2 separate regions of the Capsicum annuum genome follow, and region 1 is linked to region 2. A link is a contact called in public Hi-C data. All regions are on one chromosome and are shown on one strand. The core of a region is the stretch at or near the end of the contact, and the rest is flanking DNA. Distances in the headings are between cores, read along the strand shown. Region 1 overlaps LOC107873286. Region 2 overlaps LOC107873285 (inactive receptor-like serine/threonine-protein kinase At2g40270).

What was found. Hi-C and Micro-C count contacts between places; a contact is called where the count stands out from the background.
Region 1: a contact with region 2 is called in a Hi-C map of leaf, with 4 times the contacts expected there. The contact joins two enhancer-like sites. A contact is called at or near these places in 3 of 5 Hi-C or Micro-C datasets (leaf, pericarp and placenta).

Annotation. Positions count from the first base shown.
Region 1 is chr6:128,665,902-128,671,626 of UCD10Xv1.1, reverse strand. All of the region lies in intron 2 of LOC107873286, which reads left to right. Among protein-coding and RNA genes, the nearest start is that of LOC107873286, 21 kb to the left of the region's middle. Within about 2 kb of position 1,601, at least 3 of the 5 cell types and tissues checked have an H3K27ac peak or open chromatin away from gene starts, as enhancers often do. A contact at or near this core is called in leaf, where this site is marked.
Region 2 is chr6:128,283,939-128,289,909 of UCD10Xv1.1, reverse strand. LOC107873285 (inactive receptor-like serine/threonine-protein kinase At2g40270) reads left to right here. Exons shown (of 9, transcript XM_016720067.2): 5 at 1-103; 6 at 613-1,079; 7 at 1,408-1,598; 8 at 1,685-1,817; 9 at 2,656-3,595. The coding sequence ends at 3,221. Among protein-coding and RNA genes, the nearest start is that of LOC107873285, 5.2 kb to the left of the region's middle. Within about 2 kb of position 3,504, at least 3 of the 5 cell types and tissues checked have an H3K27ac peak or open chromatin away from gene starts, as enhancers often do. A contact at or near this core is called in leaf, where this site is marked.

The DNA of each region.
Region 1 (5,725 bases), core at 352-2,851, 380 kb before region 2:
AAATAAATTGTTTCTTACTTATTTTATTTTGTTTGTTACGCAAATAGGAAAATATTTTCTAAAAATATTTGTATATATTTAACACAAAACAATGAGAATGATTAGGATAAGAGAGGTGACGTATGAAATAAATTATGATTTTTTTTTAAAAAATATTTGGTGGGGTAAGAAAAAAGTTTCGAAAAAGAAATTAAAAAATATATTTTGTTTTTGTGTGTGTTGGGTAGTGGTAGGAGGGGGTGGTGGGTTAAAAATTTTTTATTGAAGCTTTTTATAATACAAATTTAAAAAATAAAAATATGGTGCGAGAAAGAAGCTGGCAGTTGGGAGAGGGGGAGGGTGGGTAAGGTTGGGGTAAGAAAAAGTTTTGAAATTTTTTTAGTTTCTTTTTAAAGAAATATGGGGTGGGGATTGAGGTCAAGGTAGGTGGCGGGATAAGAGAAAAATTTCAATTTTTTTTTAAAAAAATTAAAATAATATTTTTTTGGTGTGTGTGTGTGTGGGGGGGGGGGGGGGTTAGGAGGTGGGGTTAAATAATATAGGGTAAAGGGTAAATTAGGATTATATAATATTAAATAAGAACATAATTAGGAAAAATTAGTAAACCATGGGATACTACCAAATCGGTGGTTACATAAAGTGAGTGTTTTCATGGATACCAAACCATGAAATTAAACCATATTATACCATAAATTTTAAGAAACAATCAAAACAAACATGGTTCTCTTAGTGACCATACTATACCATACCATAGAAAACCACCATCCTCATTAATCAATACAAGAAGCGAACTTTGTCATAGCACTACTAAGCTTGTGGCAATTTGATCTCTTTGATGGGTGCTTGTTCAAATTAAAATCACCGCAAAATACCCATGGCTCATTAGGCCATTAACCCTGCTTCTTGTGGATGTAAATTTTTTCGATAGCATTTTCCTAATGGTTCTGTTACAATCTGCATAAACTGCACTGAGGCACCAGCTAAATTCTTCATCTGCTCCTATGAATTTTCTAGTGATACAATGATATCCAGACGTTTTTATCCCATAGAATTAGTATTCCTCCGCTACCCCCTTGCCCCTTGTAGATCCCCCTCATCCATATGTTCCTCCATATGTTCTGCATTGTTCCATCAATTGCCCATCTAACTTTGTCTCAATTAATACATAAACGTCTCCCTCCAATAGGATGAAAGTTCACTACCAACATCCCTTTTGCTAACACCATTCAAACCCCTAAAGTTGCAGGATAAAATCTTCACTCTCAGTGATAGGTAGGAGCTAAAGTCCTTCCATTGGCCCTTGGTTTTCCATCTTTGAAGCTCATATAAAAAATAAATTCCTCACTTTTTTTGGGACTGTATTGGTTGAGTTAGTTGCCTCCAAACTTTCCCTTTGTACCTTTTCCTTTTTGCTCCTTTGATCCAAATTCATCAACAGAGTATAGGCTTCATTCTTGCAAACTTTAAGGTCAACTCCAAACTGGAGGCTTAGTTTAATCTATTTGCTTGTACTCAATAGTAATTTTTGAAGCTATATTTTCCTCTTCTGCGCTATTATTAATTAGTAATTGCTCCAGCTTAGAATACATAACCAAGAGAGCTGAAAAATCCACCTCCCCTTCATACTAATTCTGAGCTAAATTTTTCTTCACTAATAATAAAACATCCCCTTGGTTTTGCATGTCTCATTGTGCACAGACATCCTGCACTTTTTCCCACCTTTCCTTCTTTTTTCTTCTCTCACGAAGCCCTCTCCCTTTTAAAGTTAACAAAATTCGAGTTGCTGAACGCCTCTGTCCTTGACAATGTAATTTGTTCAGTGACGGATCCTGTAAAAGGCTGTGATTTTTTACTTGGGCCCAAATTTATTCCAAGGCATGAATTGTTCAGGAAATTACATGCTATAGCACTAATAGTAGGTGCCTTAGGATTTTTGACCCCAGTAAAAAAAAAATCTTTACAAATTAGTTTTTCATCCTTTTTAAGTATATTACAAGTACAATTTTGCCCCTCTACATCTCAATATTTTTAAACTTTCCATACTCATTTTTCTCTCGAATTCTATTTTTATTTTTATTATTTTCACTTTTTTAATTTTTCTTTAATTTTATTTTCATGTTTTAATTCAGAAACCTCTCTACTTCTTAGGAGGTAGTGGTATGGACTGCGTACATCTTACCCTCCCCAGATCCAACACTGTAGGAATACACTGGGTTTGTTGTTGTTGTTGTTTTAATTCATTAGTCTCAACCTTTATTTTTTTCTCTTTTTTCTTTTGTCTCAAACATTATTTATTTCTTCATTTCTTATTTTAATTAATTTATCTCAATCTTAATTTTTATTTTATTTTTTGTTTTTATCATTTATCTTTCTTTCCTCAATTTTTCTTAAACTTTATTTTTATTTTTTCCTCTCATTTTTGTTTTTCTCATTTTTTTTATTTCTTCGCTTTTTTCTTAATCTTTATTTTTTTCCTGCCTTTATTTTCTCAATCTCTTTTTTTATTTCTCTATTTTGTTTTCTCTCCTTTTTCTTTTTTCTCAACTTCTATTATATTTTGCTAATAAATAAAAATTGGATAATCCACAAAGAAATCTTCTTTTTTTGACATCAAAGCAAATTTAAGAGCATGAATTGTTATTAGTAAGATCTTTGGGATAAGTTTTGCCTCTAAGGCAAAATTATAGAACAACTCATAAATCAATACACCATGTGGTACTGTCAAGTCTTGCTTGTGGAACATAACTTGTTGTTTGAAAATCCTTGAGTTAAGTGTTGCTTCTAAGTCAAGAGTTATAGAATATCTTATAAATCAAAAAATAATGTGCTAGTGTTAACACTTGTCCATTGGGCATGACTTGTTCTTTTGGGAGGTTCTTGGGCTAAGTTTTTTCTTATAGGTAAGACTATTACAACATACATAAATCAAGACACAATATGATAGTGTCAACTCTTGTCCATAGGGCATAACTTATCTACTAAGTCTTGTCTCTAAGGCAAGAGTTATAGAATATTTCATAAATCAAGACATGATGTGGTAGTGTCAACTCTTACCCATGGGGCATAAATTGTTGTTTAAAAGTCCTTGGACTAATTCGAGCCTGTAAGACAAGAGTTATAGAACACCTCACAAATCAAGAAATAATCTGGTAGTGTCCACTCTTACCTATGGGGAACAACTTGTTTAAAAGTCCTTGATTTATAAAGCATCTCATAAATCAAGACACAATGTGGTAGTCTCAAATGTTGTTCGTGGAGTGTAACTTGTTGTTTAAAAAAAAGTCCATGGTCTATGTCTTGCCTTTAAAGCAAGAGTTATAGAACATCTCATAAATAAAAACATAATGTGATAGTGTCAACTCTTACCATGAGGCATAACTTGTTATTTGAAAGTCCTTGGGTTAAGTTTTGCCACTAAGGCAAGAGTTATAGAATATCTCATAAATCAAAACACAATGTGGTAATGTCAAATCTTTCCCATAGGGCACAACTTGTTAATTGAAAGTCTTTGGTCTTAGTCTTGCTGCGAAGGGAAGAGTTATAAAACATCTCATAAACCAATACATAATGTACTAATGTCAACTCATGCCCATGGGGCATAACTTGTTATTTGATAGTCCTTAGGCTGAGTCTTACCTCTAAGACAAGAGTTATAAAGCATTTCATAAGTTAAAAAAAAAATATGTTAGTGTTAACCCTTGCCCAATATACGTAACTTGTTTGAAAATTCTTGGGATAAGTCGTGCCTCTAAAGTGAGAGTTGTAGAATATCTCATAAATAAAGACATAACGTGGCAGTGTCAACTCTTGTCCGTGGGGCAGAATTTGTTGTTTGAAAATCCTTGAGATGTGTCTTTCCTCTAAGGCAAGTGTTGTAGAACATCTCATTAACAATGACATAATGTGGCAGTGTCAACTGTTACTCGTGGGGCATAATTTATAGTTTGAAAGTCCTTAAGCTAAGTTTTGCCTCTAAGGCAAGAGTTGTAGAACATCTCATAAATAAAGAAGTAGTGTCAACTCTTGCCTGTGGGACATAATTTTTAGTTTGAAAGTCCTTGAGTTAAGTCTTGCCTCTAAGACAATAGTTGTATAACATCTCATAAATAAAAATATAACATAGTAGAGTCAACTTTTGCCCGTGCGACATAATTTGTTGTTTGAAAGTATTTGAGCTAAGTCTTGCCTCTAAGGTAAGAGTTATAGAACATTTTATAAATCAAAACACAATGTGGCAATGTCAACTCTTACCTGTAAAACATTACTCGTTGTTTGAAAGTCATAAGTCTTGCCTCAACAATGTGGTAGTGTCAACTTTTGCCCATGAAACATAGCTTATCGTTTGAAAGTCATAAGTCTTGCTTTTATAATGTGATAGTGTCAACTCTTGCTCATGAGATGTAACTTAATTGGAAGAAATTAAAGAAAAGAACAAAACACTAAAAATTACGAAAAAAGAAGAAAATAAAGAAAAATATTTAAAAAATAAAAATCAAAGAAAATGTAGAAATAAGAGAAACGGGAAACAATAAAGGTGGATAAAAAAGATAAAATAAAAATAAAGGCCATGAAAAATTTAAAAAGAAAAGAAAAAATAAAGATCAAAGAAATTTTTTCTTTTTTTACAAAAAATTAGACATTGAGAGGAGGAAAGGAAAAAATAGTAAGGGTTGAGAAAAATAAAAAAAATTTAAAAAAAAATGAGGAAAGAAAAAATAAAAAATCAAAGTAAAATATAAAAGAAAAAAAAGATGAGAGGACAAAAGTAAGGATCAAGAAAAATCAAAAATAAAAAGAGAAAAGGCAAAATAAGAATCAAAGTAAAATTAAAAAGAGAAAAATAAATAAGTATGGAGTTGTTATCCATTATGAAGATATTTATGTAATTTACTCCATTGGTTAGGGACAATTTTGTTTGAAATTATATCACTTAATAGTTGAAGGTTATTTTTATGAAGTTTTTTTATTTGAGGTCAAAACTTGAAAGCTATCTTATTTTGGGTTATTCCTGTAGTTTCTTCTGAATTGATCATCAGCAAACTTGAATCTAAAGAAACGGGCTTTTCCCCAATAGGCCCACCATTTTAAATACAAGTCTTTGATTTATCCCCTTCTCGTGCTTCCATTCTTTAGCTAGATATTGATAGCCCCTATAGGAAATCAACCACTCTCTTAGAAAACCCAATCTGTAGGCATGTGCCCCTTGTCAGAAATACATTCCCCTTTTTTTTTTGTAAATGTTGATTGTCGATATTCAATATACTACCATCTACTGGCTAAGACCTCTTTTCCTTTGACGGCATATAAATACTGACAACTAACCTAGAGCCAAATCAATCATCTCTTTTTATGTTCTCCTCCTATTCTTTTTTCTGGTAGGTTATTGGCTCTTCACACCATATCGGGAGAGAATATATCAAATCTTCATCGGTGATTTCCATGGAAGAAGGAATTTTTCCCCTACGACATTCAACCCTGATTTTTGTCTAATTTTGGTCCACCTAGATGATCTATAAGCTCTATTTTTCTTTATTCTCCAGCCATCCTGCATATTCATCCCCTATTTTCCTCATTGTTTCGAAATTCCAAAGTTGAAGTGGAAGACCTAAAACTCTGATCCAGTACCACTCAAATCTTATTGTATCACCTTTTGTTGGAGTCCACCAATCTAGCTTGAGAGTTTAGCCTTGTCGTCTCCATCTAGCCATAAGAAGATATTCAGCAA
Region 2 (5,971 bases), core at 2,255-4,754:
CTGGAACCGATAGACCTGAAATGGTCCCAGATGTCCAAGAAAATAACAACAACGCTCCGAGAGCCGAACCTTTGTCACATCCCAATGGGGGATTGAGTTTAAGGTACACATCTTTCAATCAAATGAAATGTGTATTTTAAGAGTAATCATGTGTGATGGTAACTTTAGATGTCCAACATAGTAAGAGTAAAATGACTTGAATGATTCGATTCATTTATTGGAACACATATTCCTGGAATAAGCATGTATCTGTAGCAATTCATCGTTTTTTCTTTTGATCCCCTTGATCCGTGCAAAGAAATGTAGAAATCTCATCAATTTTCCCTGTCTTCTTGTTGTCGTTGAGTTTTCTTTTGGTTGGCCCTCACATTGGATTTCTCTAGTTTCCCTTAATGGCCTGATAGTTGATTGTTAAGCACGTCCTGATTCATGTTTGCACAACAATGTTCAATCCATTTTTCTGATATTTGTGAAAAGACACACTGCTAATCTTTTCTTTTCATCTTGGGATAATTCATCTCACTTTCAATCAAGCTTTGCACTAGCTTCTTTTATGGGTATATTCTTCGGTTGCCATTTATGTAGTTATCATGAAATTGAAATTATTTGTAGGACTACAGAAGCAATTGGAAATGTAGCTGGAAGAAAATTACTAAAAGTATCATCTTTTTCTCTCCTGAATAACTTCCAGAAGCAATTTCGTCCGGTCTTCCGACTTCTAGGTCCTCCTGAAGCTGGTGTTGAGAACAGTACACCTTCATTATCCCCGTCTCCATCACCGAATCCTTCTCTTTCCCCAGCTCCTACACCTTCAATTATTGCAGAACCTCATCTGGCTCCTTCACCAAGATCCTCTGCTTCTCCATCTTCACTTCCCAGTCCGGCAAAGAACCGCAGTGGAGTTGTAGATTCCGGACGAAGTCATCATCGAGCTTTAATATTGTCTGCAGCTATAGGAGGTCCCATTCTGCTATTCATATCGATAGCTGGCACGATCTTCTTTCGAAGCAACAAAATGGCTGTTGTAAAGCCTTGGGCCACTGGATTGAGTGGACAGCTGCAGAGAGCATTTGTTACTGGTAACTTTCTATCTATCAAGTATTGGTGAATGAGTAGTATTTCTATTTGTGGGTCCAAAATGGTTGTCTTTAAAAGCAGATCCATAAAATAGAAGCTTATATGGACATATGTATCTGTAAAACCAAATTTTTGACTTTACCCAAATGGCAGAAGCTTAAATGAACCTTTTCGCCCCTAATATGAGCTTTTGCGATAAGCTTCTTTTATAATTGTTAATGATCTTTTCCCTTTCCCCTTTTTTCTTTTTGATATCTTGAAACTTTTGTTTATTAATATGAGCAAGTACCCTTAGAGGGCTGAGTTCTGTCATTCTTACTGTGTGAACAGGCGTGCCAAAGCTTAAGAGATCAGAACTTGAGTCAGCTTGTGAAAATTTCAGCAATGTAATTGGTTCCTCATCTGTTTGCACACTATATAAGGGAACGTTATCCAGTGGAGTTGAGATAGCCGTGATATCTCGTACAGTGGCATCTACTAAGGATTGGTCAAAAGATATGGAAGCCCAATTCAGGAAAAAGGTGTTTCAGTTCTTCCAGTTGGAATTTTACATCTCATTTTCCCCAAACTATTGAGTTTATAAATGTTTTTCTCCTGCTTTTACCAGATTGATACATTGTCAAAGGTCAATCACAAGAACTTTGTGAGCCTTCTTGGTTATTGTGAAGAAGAGGATCCATTTACCAGAATGATGGTTTTTGAATATGCTCCTAATGGGACCCTCTTTGAACATCTGCACAGTAAGTTTCTGCTATCAAGGTGTATCCGTTGTGATTTACTTAATACTGTTACCCAACTCTTCTACATCTGCATGATTGAACTGTGTAGGCAATACCTTTATATAGCAGGTAAAAGGTTACCTGCATTCGGTGTTTACAGTGATAAATTGATGCGAGAATGTGTATCAATTAACTTTAGTTCAATGATAACAGTGTGTGTGAAAACACATCTTATGTATTTATTGAGTGGTGCAAACACCAGGTGTGACTAAGTTCTTTTTCTACCTAGAGTATGGTGTCCGTGGACATGTCTTTGGTCTCATGTCGATAATTTGTCTGTAATTTGAGAAGTATCATTGTACTTCAAATTCTCTCGCTTATTAACTCGAAGAATCAATAGATTCTCGACAGAATGTTCACACCAGTACAAGGCATCTTTGGTGTTCACTTTACATGCTTTTTCAACAATTTATGTTTAGCTTTCCCAGTGATAAACAATTATCCTTTAATGTGAGTGAAATGTCTAATGTTTTCGCTCGAGTTTCTTGTGCCTATGTGATGAATAACCACTCTTATAAGTAACTGGAACATTATGTGCTTATGTACCTTTTTTTACAATTGTAATGTACTTGAATTTAAAAAGGTGAAGGTGGACTGAAGGGAAAAAACTGGTAAAGGGCTTCAGTGAATCAGTAATGCATCAGTTTATTTGGGTTGTGTAATTACAGCTTCTATGCTCTTGGAACATGTTCATGAATATTTTCCTGCCTCTGCAGCAACAGCTTTGTTTTAAACTGGTTCTTCCTTTCTTATATGCTCCATTATGACACAAAAGATCTCTAATTCTAGTGTTTTGCAGTAAGGGAAGCTGAACATTTGGACTGGGGGATGCGAATGAGGATAACAATGGGCATGGCATACTGCCTTGAGCACATGCACAATTTGTCGCCATCGGTACCTCATAAAAACTTGACATCCTCTGCTGTGTACCTCACAGAAGACTGTGCAGCCAAAATATCGGATTTTGGTTTCTGGAATGAGACAGATGCAGCTGAAATTGGGTCAAGTCCGGAAAGTAATGTTTACAGCTTTGGTGTCATTCTGTTTGAGATGATGACTGGTAGGCTCCCTTACTCAGCAAACAGTAGCTCTCTTGATGACTGGGCATCAGATTATCTTAGGGGAGGAGAATCCCCGAGGGAAATGGTTGATCCAACTTTAAGTTCTTTCCAAGAGGAACAGGTAGAGAGAATAGCTGATGTGATTAAAATGTGTGTACATCCCGAGCCAAGACGACGACTGGCAATGAGAGAGGTTTCAGCCAGATTGAGAGAGATAACAGGTATAGGACCAGATGGGGCAACGCCAAGACTCTCCCCTCTATGGTGGGCTGAGCTTGAGATTATATCAACAGAGGCTTGTTAATGCATAGGCACCACAGATTTGCCTTGGTAATCAATATAGAAGCTGTATATACAAAGATGGAAAGCCTTTTCCCGTTTGATTTTTCTTTTGGGTGGATCACAAGAGCATATCGACTTTGGGGGGATAAGGAGAAGTTTTTGTTTGTGTATAAAAAAAAAAAAAAAAAATTTAGCAAGTAATTAATTTTTAGTCGCCTTAATTTGCTTTCTTGAAGGCTTGGGATCTATTCTATTGCTTCTTATAAACTCTCCTTTAACAGCCTGGACAAAATTGACAAAACATAAGGGGTCGTTTGGTTTAACGCACTAACAAAAACAGTTATAGCATCAAATTTCACGTTAGTTATACAATGTTTGATTAGGCATACAAGAAAATATAATCGTCTCAATTTAATACAATGTTTTGTTTGTCTTTTTCTTCGTTTATCGAGGACATGATCTTAAGAGCATGTAGAAGTTAGAGATTATGGTAGAAGATTAAAGGTAGTTGAGTGTTGTTTGTCTTTTCAGATAGGAGTGATGATTTGATTTGATGCACTATAGATGTTTCTCCATCATAGCAATAACTACTCATTATAAAATGAAAGCTAACATAAAAGTAAATCACACGGTACTTTTCTTTACAAGCCGAGGGGCATATATATAAGTTAGACTTAAGTCATCAATAGATATTTAACGTTGTTTCGAAAATTTACTTAGACCCCCAATTAAAGCCTGTACCTATCAGGCCTCTAAGCCACCCGCATTTTAATTCAATCAAACATTTTTTATACAATCAGCAAAAGGTATATAGAGAGTGTGCTACACTCGTCTTACATGGCACAAACGATGAATTAAACGATGACACTTGACATTGCATTCAAAATTAATTAAAAAATATTCCATAACTAATTAAATTATAATTAAAAAAAATTATAACTTTAAAAAAAAAAAAAAAAACTAAACCCCCTGCTCTGCCCCTGCCCCCCTCCCCCCTCCTCTTCTTCATCTTGTACTCAAAAATCCTCCGTCGTAGCTTTATTTTTTCCGACAAAATTCTTCCCCTTCTACAATGATAAATGTAATGGAGAAAAAATGGATTGAGGAAGATAAAATAGCTTATTGATTTATGAAAATAGCATTTTTGATTTTTCTTTTTGAATTAAATTTACAATTTTGTTCATTTGTGAAAAAAAATGAATTTACATTTTTCCGGCAAAGTTCCATCTTTTCTGACACAGATCCATTTTTTCGGGCGGCAAAGTTCTATTTTTCCCGGCAAACTAATGGTGAAAAAGAATTAAGAATAAAATCGAATTAAAAACCAAAAAATTCAAATCGAATTCAAAACTAAGAACAAAAAAAGGAGAAAAAGGAGAAAAAATGGGAGGTAAATTAAGTTTAAGAAAAAAAAATGAGGAAAAAGAGTGGGAAAGAAGATGAAGAGGGGGAGGGGGTATTGGATTGGGTGGGTGGGGGAGCCTTTTTTAAAAAAAATTATTTTATTAAAAAAATTTTGGAGCCCTTAGTGCCATTTGACACATTTTCATTCGTTATTTATTCAAAAAATCATGCCTCACGCGCCCCTATTGAGTGGACAACACGCGGAGTGCCATGTAGGCAAAAAAAGCTTGATTGGATCAACTTTGGATGGGTTAGGGGCCTCATAGGTACAAGCCTTAGTTGAGGGGTCTAAGTGAATTTTTGGAACAACTTTAGGTGTCTGGCGATGACTTAAGCCTATAAGTTATCAAACTTCTAATCTTCCTTAACAAGCATGCCAAACTTCTGCAAGAAGCTTGACGATAAGCTTCCTTAACAAGTTTTCCACATAGTTGGCCACATTGCCATCCACCCAATCTACAACACTCCCCTTTGGATGTCCATGAGATAGATAATGTAACTCATTAAAATCTTACTAAGAAAAATTAGTGAAAAAAAGAAAAAAAATGGTAAAGAAAAAAGAGTGTACACATCTTTTAAAACGTCTTGAGTGTTACTTTGTTAAACACCTCACAAGGAAAATCCAGTGAAGTAAAATCTTGTGAGAAAAAAAAAGTATAACATATATTTACTCTCCCCGATTTAGATAGTTAAGTCTGCACATTTCAAACTTGCATACCATCTTCTTAAGAGTTGAAGTTGGTAAAGACCTAGTGAATAAAGTTGTTGGATTGTCACTTGAACGGATTTGCTACACATTAATGTTGTCATTCCTTTAGAGATCATGTGTGAAGAACAACTTTGGCTAGATGTGCTTCGTTTTATCTTTTTTTATAAAGCCTCATTTTAATTGGGCTATGAATGCAACATTATCTTCAAGTATGACTGTAGGCTTGACATCACACTTCAGGCTAAATCTCTCTTTGATGAAATATATCACTGATCTCAACCATGCACTTCTTTACTTGTTCCATGAATAGCTATTATCTTAGCATGATTTGAAGAAGTAGCAACAATAGACTGTTTTGTAGATCTCCATGATATAGCAATACCTCCGTATATAAATACATAGTCTGTTGAGATTGAACTTTATGAGGGTTAGATAATAAACCTGCATTTGCATGACCAACCAAATATACGCTATCTTTGTTAGTAGAAAATAGACCCATATTGATAACCCTATTTAGATATCACAATATATGCTTAACTCTATTCCGATATCTATGTGTAGGAGAAGAACTTCACCTAAAGAATTCTCAAGCATAGTGAAGAGAATCAAAGTATATTTTTTATGATTAAGGAGTTGAGTACATGCTTCTACTTATTGGA